Linked DNA regions of Sus scrofa: region 1 is linked to region 2. The links are chromatin contacts, called in public promoter capture Hi-C maps. All regions are on one chromosome and are shown on one strand. The core of a region is the stretch at or near the end of the contact, and the rest is flanking DNA. Distances in the headings are between cores, read along the strand shown.

What was found. Promoter capture Hi-C pulls out the DNA fragments that hold promoters and counts their contacts.
Region 1: a contact with region 2 is called in a promoter capture Hi-C map of fetal liver, with 2.5 times the contacts expected there. The contact joins the promoter of FAM131A here to the promoter of AP2M1 in region 2. A contact is called at or near these places in 2 of 5 promoter capture datasets (fetal liver and liver), 1 of 47 Hi-C or Micro-C datasets (epiblast stem cells) and 1 of 2 datasets of contacts at active chromatin or transcription factors (alveolar macrophages).

What each region holds. Positions count from the first base shown.
Region 1 is chr13:122,225,352-122,230,760 of Sscrofa11.1, reverse strand. FAM131A (family with sequence similarity 131 member A) reads right to left here and starts at 2,886. Exons shown (of 6, transcript NM_001243359.1): 1 at 2,760-2,886; 2 at 1,969-2,111. The coding sequence starts at 2,847. It overlaps EIF4G1 (eukaryotic translation initiation factor 4 gamma 1), which reads right to left. Exons shown (of 31, transcript NM_001246253.1): 31 at 5,390-5,409.
Region 2 is chr13:122,092,196-122,097,955 of Sscrofa11.1, reverse strand. AP2M1 (adaptor related protein complex 2 mu 1 subunit) reads right to left here and starts at 3,581. Exons shown (of 12, transcript NM_001243644.1): 1 at 3,452-3,581; 2 at 1,357-1,473. The coding sequence starts at 1,430. DVL3 (segment polarity protein dishevelled homolog DVL-3) reads right to left here. Exons shown (of 16, transcript XM_021069945.1): 16 at 4,981-5,760.

The DNA.
Region 1 (5,409 bases), core at 1,637-4,136, 130 kb before region 2:
GCAGAGCTGCTGCTAACCCGCCACGTCTCAGCTTGCAGAGGGGAAGGCAGCAGGCTGGAAGTAAATGGAGTAGGGCCTTGGAGGAGAAGAGGAAGAGAGAAGGGAATGGCATCGGACACTTCCTCCAGGTCCTCTCCCCCTTGTCCCTCTCCCTCCTCTCAGTTTTCAGAACCCCATTCTAGCTATTTCTAGAGCCTACTAGGGCCACCAACTGAGCATGACAAAAACCAAGCCCAACACCTTCTCCCCACATCTGGCCCTGCTTCCAGACTTCCTTACTTCGCATCACCCTGCCACTCTCCCATTCAGCCTGGCTCCAAACCTCAGCATTGCCATCAGTTCTCCCCTAAGCCTTGCTGACCTGCACCTGTTGTGAAGACCTACTGATTCCACCTCCCAAGTGCCTTTTATACTACCCTCCCTGCTTCTACTCCCGCCGCCACTGCTCTTCCTCAAGAGCAAGCCCTCAGTGCCCTTTACCCAGATTAGTGCAAGTGGTTGTCCCCCAGGCTCCAATTCCGTGCTGTTTTCTCAGCCCAGAATGTTGGGTAAGTGTTCCCCTCCCCTCTTCCCATGATCATCTGGCTCTTTCTCATCTTTTGGGTTTTGGCTGAAATAACACTCCCTCAGAGAACCCTCCTGGCCAGCCTACCAGTTGTCCATTCTTCTTCTGTGGTCTGTAACAAGTCACCATCCTCTATCAGCGTACCCTCTCTGTGTCATTATGGTCTATTTTGTGTGTTTCCTTACTTCTTGTTGGTCTTTTAACTCTTTCAGGAATTCAGTCTCTTTTGGTCACTGTTGCAGCCTTGTGTTTAACACAGTGATGGTAGAGTGGTCTCTCAAAATACATAGGCTGAATGAACGAGGCAGAGTATAAATGTAAAAAAATAATTTCCCTGGAGTGCAACTGGTAACAACACGTCCCTATTTAGGATCTTTTCTGGGTTCCTCCAATGCCCAATAAGCTGCAAGCTTCACAGTCAGGCACTGAAGGAACCCACTCGGTGAGGCCTCGGCCTCTCCAGGCCTGCTTGGAATTCACCACTGACCTCCTCTGCCCAATAAAAGCCCACCTCTCCACCTCCCCTGTCAACAAGCAGCCCCCAACCTCCACCCGCCTCCAGGCAAAGGAACTCAGCTTTCTCCTAGGCTAAGAATACTGTCCTTGCCTAACAAAACACCCCTACCTTTTAAGGCTTCAGTCCACAGTTTCTCTGTCTTGGATACCTGCAACCCCACCCCAGCAGTGCCCTTGAATCTCTCCTGCGGGATCTTGGGATGGCAAGGCTTGGTTCACCTTGGTTCCTACCTCCACCCAGCAGCTGCCTCAGTGCTCCTTGGCAGTCCAGGCAAACATTTTCCTCAATGAATGAACGAAATCAGGACACGCCCCTTCCCCAGCACTGCCTAGGCTCTCCCATATCACCTTCCCACCCTCAGAAAAGGGACTCCACCTGCCCCTCGACCTCAGGCCCACCCACTGTCCCTCCCCTTCAGTACCTGGCTGACAGGGCCCCCAGGGTGGCGCAGGCAGCTTCTGGCCAGGCCTGGGAGGAGGAGCACCTGCTGGGTGTTTCCTAGCTTGCTCTCCCTCCCTCCCATCACTTCCCCCAGCCACTGCCATCCTTGCCTGCGCTCTGCGCAGCTGCGTCCCAGGCCCAGAGAAAAGGTGTATGTCTCCCTGGCAACCCATCACCATGCAACAGGGTCTCCTGGGATACGGCCTGGGATGCGCTGACGTCAGGGCCCAAGGCGCAAGCAAGCCCGCCGACTGGCACGAAGCCGAGCGGAGCAGACCGGTGCGGGGGCGGCATTGCCCCCCCCACCCCCCGCCAAAGCCGGATAGCGCCTCCGCTAGCAGGAAAAGGGAGCCAGAAGCAGGCTGGGGAAGCGGAGGTGGGGCACACAAATCCCCTTCACGTGGATGCGGGTCCCCGTCCCCCTCCCAACACAGGGGCCCAGCACCTCCGGCAAGTCCTGGCTGTCCACGGAAGAAGGGCGAGAGGACCGGCTCCAGCCTCGGAGGGTCCGAGCAGATCCCAAGGAAGATAGAGAGAGGCCCCGAGGAAGTTCGATCCACTCCACAGCCCAAGCCGGGTCCGAGGCCACTGAGGGTTGGGGAAAAGACTTTTCAGCTGGGCTCCCACTTCTGCCAAGGTCCCCATTTTCATCAGATGTTGCCATATCATTTCTCCTCACCGCTTCCCCCACCTCCCAGATATAAGGACCCACCTGGTGCTCACCACAAGTCTGAAAGCCCCTATCCCACAGCCTTGCCCTGACCTTCAAGCCTCTGGGGCCATTTTATGGCAGCCACTCCCCACTGTCCTCCTCAAGATATGTTCTGCCACCAAAACCCTAGGTATGAAACCTAAACTTTGACAAATTCTGAATTTTCTTGGGTTTCTCAGCCCCTCCTGGAAAGCATACCACATTCTTCCACTACCACCGTCGCCTCCTCCCCACAGTCACCTTGGGAGCTTTGCAGCCTTGCTTTGGTTCTTTTCCTCTCACCAGCCTCAGTTTGCATGAGCTCTTTACTCTTCTTTTCTGATAAACCAGTGATTTTTTTTTTTTGACCTTTGCCCCAGTCCCCTAAGGCTTTTTCCAGATGCCTTGTCCAGCCCCAGCCTCATTGTTCCTGTTTAGCCTGGTTCCCAATATCTCAACCAGAGTAATTTTCCTCTTGCCACCTGAGCACCCTACTCCTCAGCTTCCCATCACCTCCCAAATCATATCTATGTCTCCAGTCTCACCTCTGCGACTTGTCTGACAAGTCCATCGTCCTCCAGGCCCTTCACGCTGCCACAGAAACATTTTGCCCAGCACAGAAATCATAGGCATGCTGGCTGTGTTGATGCAGAGAACCAAAAGCCCAGAACAGCTCCAGGCTCAGCTCCCAGTTCTATTCCTATTTTGGCTCCGGATGCTGAGCCAGTCCCCTCCCCACTTGGAACCTGTGCCTAGTCACATAAGGAGAACACTTCTGCCTCATGGCTTTGAGGAGGTGGGAGTGCTGGGGCCCAGCCGAGCTCTCTGGAGCTCAGGGAGCTGAGAGAGGAGACCCATCCCTTAGACAATGCCAACAGGCAATGTACATCACAACTGACCTTTAGCTGGAGCAGCCGTCTCTGTCCCTGAGCTTCAGCCAGCTGGTGGTCCCCAGAAATGCTACCAACCAGAAGGAAGACACAAAGTTACAGGCCATCCCTGGCCCCTAGCTGGTACCTAATCAGGGCTCTCAAGGCCAGTCATGAGGCCAGCGAAGCTCTCCTGACTACAGGAGAGAATGACTTCCTGAACTCCAAGCCTTAGCAGGACCAGAAGGATCAGAGCAGCCTGCTGCTTCTCAGCTTCAAAAGTCAGGAGATTAATTTAGGACTACAAATCCCAGAATTCCTCATGGGAACTCAAGTACAGCGTAAATCTCAGGAGTTCCCACCCGCACAGTGGGTTAAGAATCTGACTGCAGCGGCTTGGGTTGCTGTGGACACATGGGTTCGATCCCCAGCCCAGTGGGTTAAAGTATGCAGCTTTGCTGCACCTGCAGGGTAGGTTGCAGATGCAGCTTGGATTCAACCTCTGGCCCAGGAACTTCCATGTGCAGCTGGTCCGACCATAAAAACCTTTTTTTTTTTAAAAAAAAAAAAGAACAAATCTCAGCTAATGTCTCAGGGCCAAAGAACCTCAAGTAACAACCATACCAAGGCCTGTGTGACTGACCACCTGCCCTGAAAGCCCAGGACCCATTCCAAACCCAGCCCTAATCATCACAAGTTCCTGCCTGGCCTTGAACTTGGGGAAATCCACGACACTAGAGTAAAGCAGGCTGGCCCACCTCAGACACACAGAATTAAGGCCAGGCAGGCCCCTGTGTGCACCACCATTCATGGGAACCAAGGTCCAAGCAGGGATTAGCAGTTGTGGGAAGGATGCCCTGATGGCCTCTCTCTGGGCTCCTATTTCCCTCCATAGGGTATGGTGATGTTTTTTGGTGAGAGTAGGGTAAAGAACTAAAACAGTTTTAAGAAGTGAGAGGTGATCAGGTGCTCACAGGTGCCCCCAGTGGGGCTGCGGTCGCCTTCATCAACCGGCAGACTCTGAAGGAGGTAATGAAGCCAAAAACTCCGTGGAAGGATGCTTGGCCAGCATTTGCAAGCTACCTCCTGAAGGGGGCTGGGACACTGCTAAGGCAGGTTCCCAGCATAGGGCCACTCCCAGGACTGAGAGAAGAGGTGTAGGCAGAGGGGGGTGACTGTGAGTGGGCGTGCAAGGGCAGTAGCCACGGGCTGAAGAAGGTTAACCAGCCCCTCCCTTAAGCTGTGCGCCTCCTGCCACCCTCAGCAGTGGGAATGCAGACAGAAAGACCACAAGTCCACCCTGCAAAGCCCAGAGGCAAGAAGGCCTTTGGAGCGAGCCCGACTCAGTTTAGCCCCCTCCCCGCTCGGGCCGCTCCCTCCTCTTGCCGGCCCGCCTCCCCAGTGCAGGCTCCTCCCTCTCCCAACACCGGCCCCCTCCTCAGGCCCCCCCTCCCCAACGGCCCGCACCCTCCGCCCCCAGCCGCAGCCAGGCTCCCCAACACCGGCCTCTGCCTCTTACCCTGACCCGCCGGGCTCCGAGAGCCAATACAGCCCATGGCCGGGGTACCTAGGCACGCTAGCCCGCACTCGGGGCCCGGGCCATCGCCTTGCAGAGGGTCGGGCCGCGGTCGCCGCACCGGGGAGGGGAAGAGTCGGTGAGAGGGGAGGGGGTGGGAGCCGCTCGTCCGCCAACGCTCCCGGGAGAGGGAACCGGGCCAGTGACGTAAGTGTGGGGGCGTGGCCTTCACGTCACTACCCAAAGAAGGCGGGGCGGAGCCTACGTCACAGCCACGCAGAGGCTGCCTGGGGCAGAGTCCCTCAGCAAAAAAAAAAAACGCTCGTCTGCTGCTTCCAGACCCAAAGGCAGGGGAAGGTGGAGACCGGCAGGTTTGGATAGACTCACAGAATCCAGGCTGCCAGTCAAACTGCATGGGGTCAGAAGCCGTCGGTGCATCCAGGCCCCTCATTTTATAGATGAGACCTCAAAGCCAGAGGGCTTCGGCTATAAACACCTCCAAAACCAAGGCTTCCTCCACACACTGGGGTCTGCATCACATTTTGATAGGAGACCAAGACCAGGAAGTGTGTTCTGTCTAGTACTTCACACCTGTGTTCCCCTTCTCCCCTCAGCAAGGAACCCCCACCACGTCCACTTTGATTTCCTAGCCCTTGCAATCATGGACAGGGGAAGAGGCAAGAGGGGGTGCCAAGTTTCAGGGAACAGTGCTACGGTGCCAGCTCTGGAAAGGAGGCTGCCCACCTATCCAGACCCCTTCTCCAGAGGGAGCAGGCCATAAAGCAGAGAGGCAGTGAGTTAATTGAATTC
Region 2 (5,760 bases), core at 2,332-4,831:
ACAAGCACTAAGGGGCCATGGAGCTGGGCCACCCATTCTTGCTCAGGATCCAATTCCAGGGCAAGTCCAGGGAAAGAAAAAGGAAGAAGAAAACAATGATGTGGGGGGCAGGGCCCCCCACCCACCTGTGCCTGGGCAGCAGCTTAATAGGCCGCTTACCTATTGCTACGGCAGCCAATGAGATGGGATGAGAGAAATGACGCCAGCAAGAAGAGGAGAGTGACAGCAACGAGAGAGAGGATTAGACACAACACACTGGGGCGGGTAGAACACACCATGAGGTGGAAGCAGAGGGGCAACAGGCAAGGGGTGGAGAGCACAGCAAAGCATGCAAGCTGGTGTAGCCCCTGGCCTTGGCTTAACCAGGCCCACTCAGGGTCAGAGGGGGGTGTAGATAGGTGTAGCCAGCCAGGTTCAGGCAAGCCAGGCATTGCCGCAACTCTAGCTCATGCCCCACCACCAGCCATTGGACAAATAGCCATAACGGCCAGGGGAGCCTATTAGCCAGAAAGCTAGGAGCCGCTGCAACAGGCCCACCTCTGACCGTCTATTCTAAGCGATTCCAGGAAGAAAAACAGCACAGCATGGATCAGAAGAGCCTAACCTCACAGAGCCGCTGAGGCTAGGACAAGTCTCCTCCTCGGGGAAGAGCTGTGGCATGCAGGGTAGGGCAGAATGAGAAGTAAGGCTGTGCCTCCTTGTGGAGGTCGGAGGGGACACAGGACAAGGAGCTGTTCCCTGTCCACTGTGATAGGTCAGAAAGGGCAGCATGGCCTCCCTGCCTGTCCCTCAGTGACCTGGAGAGTGCCTCGGGCTTGCTCACCACCTTTCCTCTCCAGGAATGGCCCAGAGGAACTGAAAACATAGCTGAGTCAGCAGCCTGACTCCTCCAGAAAAAGAGTGGGAGAGGATTCAGCAGCCCAGAGAGGTTTTCAAGAGTCCAGTGAAAACTCACCATGAGAAGGGCTTCTGGGAGCAAGACTTAGATGGATTAGTACCACCAACTCCACCCACTGGAGACAGATCTCCTTTCTCCTCAAAGGAGGGATCAACCTGCCCAGGCAAAAGCACTCATTTCCAGAAACCAGGTCTGTCACTAAGGGAAACAGGAGGCAGGAGTTCCCAAGACTGTGGGGGTCCTGCCATTCCACAGATCCCACCAAGTGGCCAGCAACTGGCTGCTTGGCCGATACCACCAGACCTAATGGGAACCAGGCTGTGCTAGCTGAGCTTCTAGGATGCAGCGAGGGGTAGGGGTGGTCCAAATCAAGCCTCTGGTAGAAAGAGATCTGGTCCTGCATGCTGGGGAGGAGGGATGGGGGTGAGGGGCACAGCTGGCTCAGCCAGGGGACTCACCCGATGTCATCTCGGTAGACCCGGGAGATGAGCACCTCCCCCTTGTGATTATAGATGAATAAGCCTCCAATCATGGCGGCAGCTCAGTCCTGGCAGCCCATCGCTCTGAGAACAGACCTAGGACAGGTGGGGGCAGGGTAAGGGAAGGCCTTAGAACCCCAGCCAACGTCCCCTGTGGGGCTGTGCAGGACACTGGCTGAGCTTTTATCCTGACTCAACCCTCCAGCAAGTGACCCTGTGCCCTCCCGGGCATGCCCCTCCCCTCAGCCAGGCTCCAGTTCCTGTTTGTCCCTTACTGAAAGGGAGAAAGGGAGAGGGACTTGGGCCCAGGATTCTAAGGCCATTTTGATCCTCCTTTTTCTGGGGCAGGACCCAGAGTAGCCCCCTCCCCCTTTCACAGCGCTGAGCTCAGCAAGGCCTCTTCCTGTGCAGACTCTCACTCAGGCTCTGGCCGGTGAGTCACTGTGAAGGCCTGCAGGCGGCTGGAGGAATGGCGGTAGGAATTACTCCCATAGGTTCAGGCCTGAGGCCCCTGAGGCAAAGCTTTAGGAGCACCAGTCTCTCAGGCTCCACTACCCTTGAGAAGGCAGCAGGGCCTGAACCTCCAGCTCTCTAATTCACAGAAGTCTAAACATTCCAGGAAAGGGTGTGCAGGCAGTGGGGAAGAGGAGAGAAGGGAGGCCTCAGGCCCTGACATGGACCCAGGAGCATGGTTCCAGCCTCTCCCAGGCAGTCAGATAAACAGGCAAAAGAGCAGAGGAGAAAGGCCCCAGCCCTGACAGACAACACCTCAAGGGCCCAAGCTACTTATTAGTTATTTCTGACCACCTCTCTTTAAAAAAGGGAGGCTCCCTCTCAATTCCCAAGTGTAATCAAAATACAGGTGTGTGTGGCGGGCAGCGGGTGTGTGTATGCAATTCATAAAATCAAGAGATCCTTCCAGCTGAAATTCTGTGATTCCAGACCCACAACATAATTCAGCTGAGTGCTTATGAACAAGGGGCAGAATACCTGAATTACTCAAATTATTTGGGTCAGACTAATTCAGACTTTTCAAAGAGAAAAAAGGTTAATTTAGTTCTAGATTTCTGGGATTAGCCCTGGTGTTAGTTTCACAGGGAGCAGTTTGGCAGACTTTTCTAAACTGAAAAATAAAGCCTATTGTCAAGGCGGCCAAGGTCTCCCAGACTGAGTGAAAGGTCTCTCAAGGTGGTGGACACATCCCACTCCTCAACCCCAAAGAGACTGGGAGAGGAAGCGCAAAATGGAGGTATAGCCCTATGCAAAGAACCAAGTTCACAGGTATCAAGTGGTAGGGAGCTCAGGGCATCAGAGAAGCAGAGATGGGGCCCAGGACAGGAGTGGAATATCTAAAGGATATACCAGCAGCAACAGTCAGGCAGTATAATCAGGTGAGCCCACAGCAGCAACAGGGCTGGTGGGGGCACCTGGAAGAAAGAGTTTACAGTATGGCAAAGGTCAAGGCTTTGAAGAGGAAAGACGGCAGGGAGAGAATGAGAATGGCGAATCAGGGAAAGCTGGGGAGAGGTAGCTTGCTTTGGGATGCAAGTATAGAGGCATGTGGGGGTGCTGGGCTATTCGCCTTGGGGAAGAGGACATCGCAAGAAAAGCTGGTTCCACGGGGCGCGGGGGGCTGTCACTCAACTGCGAGGAGGGGGTGCCACAGGGTGGGCTAGCTTGTCACGGTCCAAAGAGGCGACACAAGTGCGTGTCACTTTCCAAAGGATGGGGGAATTGTTCCCTGCGCGAAAAGGAGAAGGCGCAGAGGGGTAGGGGGTTGTCAAGATCCTAGGGAGGGGGGCGCCGCGCGGCGTCCCACCTCTGGGAGGATTCCAGTAGGTCTCCCTCTCAGGGAAGGCTACGGGCGGGTCAGGTGAAGGGCACCGCTCCGTGCCCGTCCTGCAGCCGCGCCCGGGGCGCCCCCGCCCCACCGTCAGCTCCCTTCCCGATATGAAGGCTGGGGCCACTCCCGGGTGTGGGCAGCTTTCGGCGTAGCGCAGTGCAGGGAAGGGCAAAGCTGGGCAGTCGAGTAGCCGTCCTCCCTCACCCGGTTACGACTAAATCCCGAGCTCACCTGGTGTCCGAGGCCGCCTGCTCTGCCGGGCCGGCCACTCTCCGGATCCCAAGATGTCCGCCCGCCCCCTGCTCGCCTGCCCGCTGCCTCGGCTTTCACTGCAGTATCTCGGCCCCGCCCCGGCCTCAGCTGCGCGTGCGCGTCCGCCGTCGGCGCAGACTACAAATCCCGTCAGGCTCCTTGGCCTTCTCGCTTACACCTTTATGCGCCCTAGGATTAGCAAAACTACAACTACCGACGGCCTTTGAGAGCCTTCGAAGGAGGATTAGCGTTCCTTGGAGGAACGGTAGGAGTAGATTTATCCAGCCCTACCCGAAATACACAGTCTAGAATAAGCTGCTACACTTACTTCATTTTCCCCATTGAGCATTATGGGAATTGTAGTCTTTGCAATCCCTCCTGTTCCTATTTCTGTGCTACTGAGAGCCCGAAGGATTAGTGCTGTTTGTTGAAGCCCATCTATTAATCCTTGGATTGCCGTAGGCTTTTCAGTCTCCAGTGTCTGGATTTTTTTTTTTTTTTTTTTGTCTTTTTCCAGGGCCGCACTCGCAGCGTATGGAGGTTCCCAGGCTAGGGGTCTAATCAGAGCTACAGCTGCCGGCCTACCCCACAGCCACAGCAACGCCAGATCCGAGCCACGTCTGCGACCTACACCACAGTTCACCGCAATGCTGGATCCTTAACCCACTGCGCCAGGCCAGGGATCGAACCCGCAACCTCACGGTTCCTACTTGGATTCGTTAACCACTGATCCAGGACGGGAACTCCTGGTTGTCTTCTCTTTACACACAAATACATGACTTTGGCAGTAGAAGTATTTGTGCTGAGTTTACTGCTTTGTAATATCACCTCTGATTTTCCCACCTTTTTTGGCAATATATATTGGTTACAGACATGAGCCTTTTCCCAGGGATCAAGACCCAAAGTAGTAGGAGGCAAATATTTGAAAGAAACTAGTTAAAGCTTTATGAAAATATGTCATATTCTACCTCAGTTATACCTATGTGACTGTGAGCTCAAGACCAGGAAATGTATGCCTTCTAGTGACAGGCATATATGTTGTTCAGAAAACCATTGGTGACTTGAATTTAATTGGACGTGGGATTTGAAATCCCTTCTCTGATGAACAGAGTTAATCTTCACATGCAAGCTGAGGAGACAGGGCCAACCCTGGCATTTATGGGACCTGAAGAAAATCAGCTGGCTCTTCTCTTTCTGTAGAGAGAGATACCCTGCTGCCTTCCATAGGCAGGGCTGAGCCCATCATGAGAGGAAGGAAGGGCAAGAAAAGGCAAACCAGTTGCAAACCTTACTGTTCCTAGTATCCTCTTGGTAGAAGCCAGAATATGGTAGGATGAAGATCTGGCTTCTCTCAAATCGGGGTCACAGACTGAAGCCATTAAGTGACTGAATACTGTAATTCTTGAACCATCACTCAAGGTTTCACTTCTACCTTTCCAAAAGCTTTGTCCTCAATACATACCCTAAAGTCTTATCAATTTAGAGTAAATAATAATGATGATGATAATAATAACAATAGCTACCATTTATTGAGCACCTATTCTACTGTGTGCCAGGCACTGTGCTAGGCACTTTTCGTACAATATCTAATTAAATCCTCACAACAACCCTGTGAGGTAGGTATTATTATTGTCACTTTACATATGAGGAAACTGAGGCTCAGAGAGATTAAATAACTCTCCTATCACGCAACCAAAAAGTAGTAGAGTTGGGATTCAAACCCAGAATAACCTGACTCCAAATCCCATGCTCCTGTGAACTAGAATAGAGGCAGAGGGGAGAGGAAGGGACAAATTCAAGAAAGATTGCTGGAGAGGAATGGATATGATATACTGACTAGTAAGGTATGGGAAGGAATTTAAGCCCATAAATATTTCTAGCTGGTGAGCCTATGTAGAGTGTGATGAAGGTAACCAGGATTGGAATTCAGGAGGAACACACTTGGGTGGGGGAGAGGGATGAATTGGATCCTTATGGCCATGACCATGGAGAGGTCCAGTAGGTGATAAAAATACAGATCTAAAAATAGAGGGAATTTAGAGATGGAGATATATATTTGGGAAACACCAGCATATCACTGGCAGTTGAGGACATCAGGATGGATGACACCATTTTGGGAGTGAGGAAAGAGAAGTGGATCAAAGATAGAATACAAGGACCCTGAAGGTGTGAGCAGTGGTGGAGGAATCCTCAAGAGTTGGAAACAGAAGAATTGGAGGAGGAAGAGTACAAGAGGCAGCCCTATGGGGTGGCTAAGGAAAACATAGTCTGGATTGGGAGCAAACCTA